2 separate regions of the Hordeum vulgare genome follow, and region 1 is linked to region 2. The links are chromatin contacts, called in public Hi-C maps. All regions are on one chromosome and are shown on one strand. The core of a region is the stretch at or near the end of the contact, and the rest is flanking DNA. Distances in the headings are between cores, read along the strand shown.

Region 1 (4,191 bases), core at 691-3,190, 820 kb before region 2:
ACTTGTTTTTTTGCCATACACTGCATGTACATATCAGTTTTAAATCGGTTACACATGCATACATATTTAGTTGGAAACTACTCCCTCCGTTCCTAAATATAAGTATTTTTAGAAGTTACACTAAAAGACTACATACGGATGTATATAGACATACTTCAAAGTATAGATTCACTCATTTTACTCCGTATGTAGTCTCCTAGTGAAATATCTGAAAAGACTTATATTTAGGAACGGATGGAGTACATAATTACTATTACACGGGTACGTGCACAGGACGTCCAAAGTTTCCATGCTTATAATTAGTACTTGCACTACAGCCAGTTTAAACAAACTCAACCTGAACTTCAACTCAATTCAAAAAATAAATTAATCTCAAAGCTGCAAGCATTATTAGTTTAACTTCTTGTGTAGCCTTATCTTTCAATACATACAGTTCTAAGCAACTCTCTCGAAACTTCACCTCTTAGGTATCTCAATGGCGCTTGATTGGTGCACATGCTGCATGCAGAACACACACTGCCACGCTCATGGCTCAGCTGCCAGTGCGTGTGCCATGGACGGAGCGGCTTCCCAGGCCAGGTACGTGCACAGATGGATGACAGCCACAAGCAACTAACTTTTATAGTCTGTAGAATGTACTGTAGCTGTGAATCCCGGCATTTTCAACCATCCGATGGACTTAATCAACAGTTCACATTGCTTCTTGATCTTGTGATTGAAAAGTTTAAAACTGATACACTATATAGTAGTATTAGATATAGTTTTTGCATATGCAATTAATTTTATGTAGACTTTTATTCTACTTTTCTAAAAAAGCGCACTAGATATAGACAATGCTGTCAGTCGTCTACATCTTTCGACAGTGACCAAGCATGTCAATGGGGAGGCGGAAGTCGTGCACAAGGAGCGGGCAAACATGTTGGTCTCCTCATGCGGGTTTGTAAAAGATTCTAGAGATGCAACATGGCATGATCCAACCGAACTGAGAAGTAGATCCAACGGCCAAGGATGATGGGATTCACCACTCTTCATCATTGGATAAGAGTAAATCAACGGCTAATATTTGAAGTTATTAGCACACTATATATCAAGGATTCGTAGAAGATTCTAGAGATGCAACATGGCACGATCCAACCAAATTGAGAAATAAATCCAGCGGCCAAGGGCAATGGGATTTTCCACTTCTCCACTGGATAAAAGTAAATCAGCGGAGAATATTTGAAGTTGTCGGTATACTACATAGTGGTATAGATATTACTCCCTCCATAAAGAAATATAAGGTCGTTTAGATCACTAAAGAGTAGTTTTTTGCAAAGTGGCACATATGATCATAATTCCCGCAAAAAAAATTTATCACAATCGTGTACAGTTGTTTTAATGAAATGAATAATCGTGCATTCTAGTATGTTATACTAGTATTTTGTTCTTCAGGGATTATAATGATATGAATAAGTACTCAAAAGTCAAATATCACAAGCGGTGTGTACCTACAGACGTAGCAAATCATCTTTATCATCCCACGAACACACCACTTTGCAAAAGGAAACGAACACCAAGCTACCAACACTCCTCATTCTAGTATTCTACACATGCAGCTCTAGGACTAGGAAGGAATTACCTTTTCGAGTAGGCTCGTAGGCTTGCGCCCCTTGGATATTGCGGCGGCCTCGCCGGCCTTGCGACGCCGCTTCTCCAGGGGGGAGGCCCCATCCGCTGGAGGGTCAGGCAGAGGTGCCTGTTGTGAGTAAGAAGAAGAATCCTTCTGGCGTTTCCCGACTCCTCCTCTACGCCGCCTCTTGCGGCCGCCGGCGGTCGATTCTTGCTGAGATTTCATCTAGGAGGGGAGGCCGGCGGCCGGAGTCGCAGCGGCGGCGTGACCTTTTCGGGGTTTGGGGGGAATTCGTGCGGCTGTCTTGTTGCGACCCAGTTGCACGGAAGCGGGCCAGCGATATGTCTGTCGTCGGCCTCTTTACACAGGTGAGAGTAGATAGCACGGCCCAAAGTGCATGATATCGGCCCATGTCCTTGTACGGAGGCATTAAAAAAACTTACCCACGCAGCTAGAGCAACTAGGTTAGCAAGCACTTCTTCGGAAGCCTTTTAGCGAATACTCCCGGGCCGTCACTTGGCGCGTTCTTAGCCGCCGTCACATGTCGTGCTCCGAACGTTTCCTTTGTATTTTGCATTTTTTAGTTTTTCGCACGTGTTTTCGGCCTTTAAGAGTGGGTTTTTTCGGATTTTTTTTGGTGTTTCGGTTTTTCACCGGTCTTTCGTAACTTTTGGACGAAACGTTTCTTTTTTGCGAGAGGCACGGTTTTGCTTCAGCGAGAGGCATGGTTTTGCCTTCGCGAGAGGCATGGTTGTGCCTCTCGAAAAGGAAAAAAATGTGTTTTTGTTTTTTTACGAGAGGCACGGTTTTGCTTTTGCGAAACGCACGGTTTTGCTTTTGCGAAACGCACGGTTTTTGTCTTCGCGAGAGGCACGCCCGTGCCTCTCGGAAGGGGAAAACGGATTTTTTATTTTTTTACGAGAGGCAAGGTTTTGCTTCCATGAAAGGCACGAATTTGCCTTCGCGAGAGGCACGTCCGTGCCTATCCCGAAAGGAAAAAACGCGTTTTCTGTTTGTTTTTTTTTGTGAGAGGCACGATTTTGCTTCGCGAAAGGCACGCTCGTGCCTCTCCTGAAAGGGAAAAAACACGTTTTCTGCTCTCTTTTTTTCGTAAGAGGCACGGTTTTGCTTCCGCGAGAGGCACGTCTTGCCTTCACGAGAGGCACGATCAGTGCCTCTCACAAAGGGGAAAACGCGTTTTTTGGTTTTTTTTTCTATCGCGTGAGGCATGGTTGTTTCTTTCGGGTTTTTCGTTAAAAAAAGTTTGTTAAAATCTATCAACATGGGATCTAGTTTTGAAGATCTCGACGCGAGGAAGCCAACGGTGAAAAAAAATCGAGATTTGGACGCACGGTTTATAAGATAAAACGTTTCGGAAATACGGATCTACAAAAAAACGGAAAACTCTAAGGTTGCGTGTAACACCCCGAGACCGACGCCCTAGAAGATTCCCCTTTTATTCCGTTGTCGCCGTGTTGCTAGATTGTCTGTCGCGTTCATCATTGCATCATGCGCGTCATCTGCATTGCATCGGCACTTCGTTGCCGCCAGTTTTCAAAACTTGCATCCGTTATTAGTTGTCAGTTCTCTCATGTTCGTCGTTGGCCGTTTTGAGCCCGACCACACACCTACGCGTCCGCGACATCGATAAAATCTTGTTTTTAAAAGTGCTTATACAATATTCTCGGATTGGGTTGAAACTTGGTGTGCGGTCTTATTTTTATGTAGACACACCGCCTGCCAAATTTCATCGCAATCACAGTCCGTTTGATACCCGAACGTTCAACTGTAGCGGGACCATCATCGGTTTATCATCGGACGCTTTTCCAGTGTTTTTAAATTCTCGTTGCCGGGCCGCAAAACCCCTCTCTTCTCTCAGCCCATCAGAGTTACACGGCCCACCTAGCCCATTAACACCATCCCCACATTCGGAACCGTCCGATCGAGATCGTATGGCTCGAAAACGGGCTAGTTCCCCTAACCCTAACCCCCTTTCCCTATTTAACTCCCTCCCCATGCCAATTTGGGAAAACCCTAGCTCCACCTCGGAATCTGTGCCTCCCAACCGCAGCTTCCCACCTCCCAGCGTCGCCAGGGCCTGCGAAGCCCGTCTTCGGCCCGTCCCAGGCCCGAACCGAGCCAAGGCATCAGCCTCGCGCCGGCTCCCCCGAGCCGGATCTCAACCACCGTGCCATGCTCCGCCTCCGGTGGGCTCGCCGGAGCCCCACCGCTGGCTACCACCAGCTCCTCCGGTCGCCAACCCCGCGCCGCCATCCGGATCCCGTCGTCGCTCTGCGAGCCACTCGCAACAGCCCAAGCCTGGGCCTCCCACAGCTCCAAGCGCCAGCCGCTGTCAGCTTTCAATCTGCCACCGTCTGCCGCCCTAAGGTCACCAACCGCCCGTTCCAGACATCCGTCGGCCCCCTCGCCTCGCCGTCGGGTTCCTCGTGCGCTGCCGCCTCCCTCGCTGCTGGAGCCTCGTGCTCGAGGAGCACGATCGAGCACGTGCTCGCCCGATCTGCTTCGGGAGCGAGGCCTAGCCTCCAGCCATAGCTGGGTCGCGTGCCCCTTAGGCCCAGCTT
Region 2 (4,340 bases), core at 1,120-3,619:
CGTCGGTACTGTCCGTACTTGGCCCACTTTTCCCTCTATCCAGCAACGCCAGAGTCGGCCTAATTCATGGTCCAACGAAGTATGTCGAGTGACATAGTGCCCTTCGCTGGGTGAGGAATCAATGTCTTCAACTCCTTCGATGTGGCCTTCTTCACCACATCGTCTGATTCTTTGTGCAGCTTGTCCATGCTGTTGAAGTTTAAGCACACTGCCATGGTGTTCTCAAACTTGGTGCGGTCACCGAGCGAGCATCCTAGGAAGAATGCCCTTCATCCAATGCTCCAAGGGAAGGGGTTGGGAATGGGGTTGGGACTTGGGGTTGAGGTTGGGGTTCAACTTGTTGTCGGAGTTCATGGCGATGGGTTGAAGGAAGAGTGAGTGACACATAGGTGGAGTGGTGACCGTCAGGCTGGGTAAATAAAAGGGGTTCTGGGCGATAGGTTTTAATGACGATGTTGCAATGTTCATATTGCAGATCGTGACCGTTTGAACCTCTTCACAATGCAGATCGACACGTGGAGCAAGGGGAAGGAGGTGGTGCCACCAAAGGGGCAAGACAAGGGCAAGGACGTGGTGCCTTCCGCAAAGGTGACGCCCGTCCAGAGCCCTCGCACGGAAGATGATGAGCTGGAAGAGCCTCGAGCGGCAAGCGCCAAAACTACGACCACTACCATGAGGTGGGAGGGCCAACCAACTTTCGCAAGGTGACTATGCCCCCCAGCTGGAGGCCATACCTATGTCGTTGGACTTCACGAATCACTTCGAGTCAATGTCACATGAGTTCAAGCTAAAGACGAACATTGACTCCTCCTCGAGGGTGACCGTTCATGTGTTGAACGGAGGGTCACCCTCGATCAGGGTTGGGCCACCTTCGCCACCGTCCATCAAATCAAGATAGGCTTCATGATGACCTTCAAGCTACTCACTCCCGACATGCCGAAGGTCATCGATGTCATTGAAGTGGTGACCAGGTGCGGGAAACACAACGACACCTTCGCCGTGAACCCTTAGGACAACCCGACATGCCCCACCCTGCTTTTAGTTCCATCTCAAACTGGTTTGCGTGTAAACTGATGTGTGTGTTTTAATTGTGGCACAATATCTATATCTATTATGTTATGTTATGTGTGTTCTTCCTGAGGCCGTTGTATGCTCGTAACCTCACCACCGCGTTCAAAATGTTTCCACATAACAACCGGTGCATGCCACCAAACATTACGCTCTATGTTTGCGCTTACACAAATGGGTAACCAAACAATATGTCTAGAGTGATACCTCATGCAAGAGTATATGCATACAACCAAACTAAATGGAGATATTAGTTTTGTGTCTGTTTTACCTCAACCAGGCCTTGTTTATCTAGGCTTCACGGGCCAGTCCCAGCGCCTACCAAACACGTCCTCGATGACTTAGGATGAGGTATGGTATTTACACTGACCCCTCAATTGCCAAATCCCTGAGCCATGAGACAAGGTTTCTCAGCCGCGTGGGTAGGAAGAAATCGAGGGGGATTAAGGCCTTGTTTGGCAGGAAGGGGGTGGGGAGGATTGTGTAGGGAGGTTTCAGAGGATTGGGTGAATCCCTTACTTCCACCCAATCCTTTCAAATCCCCTCAATTGTTAAATCCGTGAGCCATGAGAAAAGATTTCTGAGCCGCGTGGGTAGGAAAAAATCGAGGGGGATTACAGAGGATTGAAGAGGTTTGCTCACCACAAACCCTGTCCATTAAATGAACATACGCGAAATCGCGTGGTTTTTGATCCCCTCGAAAATAATCCCCTACAAACCTTCTCAAACCCTGCGCACCAAACAAGGCCTGAATGACTTCTTTTTTGATAGGATCAATCGATTAGACAAAAAAAGAACACTCGATTGAATCCCGACCGACTAAGGTTATATTGCGGGCCCACTCGTCATCGACCCAGAGGATCGGGCCGGATCGAGGAGGCAAGAGGTTCTCTCGTATTGCGGAGAAAGAAGATCCGCAGAATTAAAATAACGTTAAAATTCGAAACCCTTATCCGTATCCTGCAGCTGACACATGGATCGCACGCGTGGAGCCCACGACGCGACACTGGACAGGCGTTAAATGCGTTTTCACCCTCTACTTCACAAGTCTGACAGGAAATCCACGCACACAAATCCAAAGGAAACCCCTAGGCAGTTTTACACTCAGCTCCCTCGTACCCGCGCAGGCAGGCGGTGCGAGGCCTCGCTCGCTGTACGCACAGAAATCCAAAGGAAACCCCTAGGCAGTTTTACACTCAGCTCCTCGTACCCGCGCAGGCAGGCGGTGCGAGGCCTCGCTCGCTGGCGCCTGGGCCCCACCCGGCACGACTTAATTGCCCCAACGGTGTCCATCCTTCGCACCGAAGGAAAAGGCGTGATAAAAGAGGACTCTAGCACCCGAGCCTTGGCCCGCACCCGCACATCGCCACTCTCCCCCACGCCACCACCACCGCCGCTGCGGCTTACGGCTACGCAGCTCTCGCGTCCCTCGACGCCGCCGCCGCTGTCCGAGGTTTCCGGCCGCTAACTTCGTCTCCTCTAGGATTGACCCGCTCCTCCACACGATCGCTGCGTCCTCCGCCTCTCCCACAGGGTTTCTCTGCCGCCATGTCCGGCCTGAGCGCGCCGCCGTTCGACGGCCTCGCGTCGGGGCCCGACCCCTGGGACGTCGTCGTCAAGGTGATCCTTCTCTTGGTCTTGAGCTGTGGTTTTGTTTCCCCAGTGATTAAGGGATACGTGCGAGAGAGGGGAACCGCTTTTTGAGGGGTTTGATTCGCGTCGTTCAAGGGGGCGGCTTCGTGATTGCTGGTTGATTGGGCGTGGCTTAGGTGTGAGGTTGGGGTTTGCTCACTTATCGGACGTATTTTACGTGTTTGGTTTTGTGGTTACTTTCTGCAGCTTTTTTCTAGGAGTAACCATAGTTTAGTCAAATATAATTGATCTCTTACAATCGAATAGGTGTAGAATAAGATTGATCACACAGGTTGTGCGCATGATGTGGCTGAGGCTCCTATATTTCTTGGTAGTACGAGGGAACGCGTGTATGCCGTTCTCTCCGGGATCTGTTTTCGAGTAAAAATGGGATATGCTCTTGGTGTGCCTCAGCAAGTGATATGTTGGATTAGTGATCGATGGACGTTGCGGGCACGGCCTTGCTCATGTTTGTTGCTAAAATATGCACCTGACCCTGTTTTACTCCAAAATATGTTTGACAGATCAACTTCATACTATTATTTGATCATGGATCGGTGCCTATTGTATATATGCGTAGCACAAAGTAACACTTCATATTTTAGACATCTAAGCTCAAATCTGAGCAATTAAATCCAGTTTATTGCTGGGTTAAAACTTGTAATTGCTATATCAGTACCGATATCAAATATTGTTTATTGAATCTTGATTATGGGGTTAATTGTATCATCGATGCATGTAATCACTAGTCAGCTGACCAGTCCTTTGTCCATCACATGTCATGGTAGTCTTGTCCTTCACTTTATGGCTCTTTGAATAAAGTTGTGTAGTTTGCTCTAGTAACTTTCCGATTGAGTATTCCCATGCATCGATCCTTCTGTATATTTTGTAACTTCATGACTTGATGAACAAGTTATATTTTTATGAGTTCAACATTGGTTGGTCATTGATGAGTCTAATTTTGTTTACATTTCATCTTACTTCTTAATGTGTAGTGAGAGATTAATAACATTGCATCCATTAAGAGACCAACCTTATCTATGGTAGTTTTCCGTCTCTTGTATAGGCTGCCATCAGCTCGTCACATAAGCTAAATTGATTCAATAGACTCTTTGATTAATTATGTTTTGACCCTCGCATAGGCTACTGTCATGTAAGTTAAATTGGTACATTTTCTCTCTGTACATTTGTGTAAACTATGCTTTCATTATGGCCCTTACCTAATTGATAGAAGAGAAGAAATTATGATCAGTCTTTGTACATCTATAATCTAGAACCATAAGACTTGCACTATCATTGAGTAGTTTATTCTCTTACCTAATTGGTAGAAGAGAAGAAATTATGATCAATGCAACCATTCAGTTTGATATCAGTACCTCTAGCTATAAGGAAAGTTATGCTCTGGACATCAAATTCCTCTAGCATAGCGTAGCTGCCAACATAACTGAAAGTAAATATGAGCTATCCTCTTATGTTGCTTACCAATTGGGCATGATGTCTGTACCATATATTACCATCACCATATGCTCTCTGAGTATTGCTCGTTTGACTGTCCTTCGACTTATGTAGTATAAGGACTAGTGAGTTCTTCGACCATTGTTTTGACCTGATCTCTTATAGTTTAGCTATGCATTGAGGTC

The links. A called contact is a pair of places that touch in the nucleus more often than the background predicts.
Region 1: a contact with region 2 is called in a Hi-C map of seedling, with 4 times the contacts expected there. The contact joins the promoter of LOC123402449 here to the promoter of LOC123403910 in region 2. A contact is called at or near these places in 3 of 6 Hi-C or Micro-C datasets (leaf and seedling) and 1 of 1 datasets of contacts at active chromatin or transcription factors (embryo).

What each region holds. Positions count from the first base shown.
Region 1 is chr6H:326,914,095-326,918,285 of MorexV3_pseudomolecules_assembly, reverse strand. It overlaps LOC123402449 (ribosomal RNA-processing protein 8), which reads right to left and starts at 1,940. Exons shown (of 9, transcript XM_045096374.1): 1 at 1,619-1,940. The coding sequence starts at 1,834.
Region 2 is chr6H:326,092,226-326,096,565 of MorexV3_pseudomolecules_assembly, reverse strand. It overlaps LOC123403910 (protein NBR1 homolog), which reads left to right and starts at 2,369. Exons shown (of 7, transcript XM_045097820.1): 1 at 2,369-2,688. The coding sequence starts at 2,617.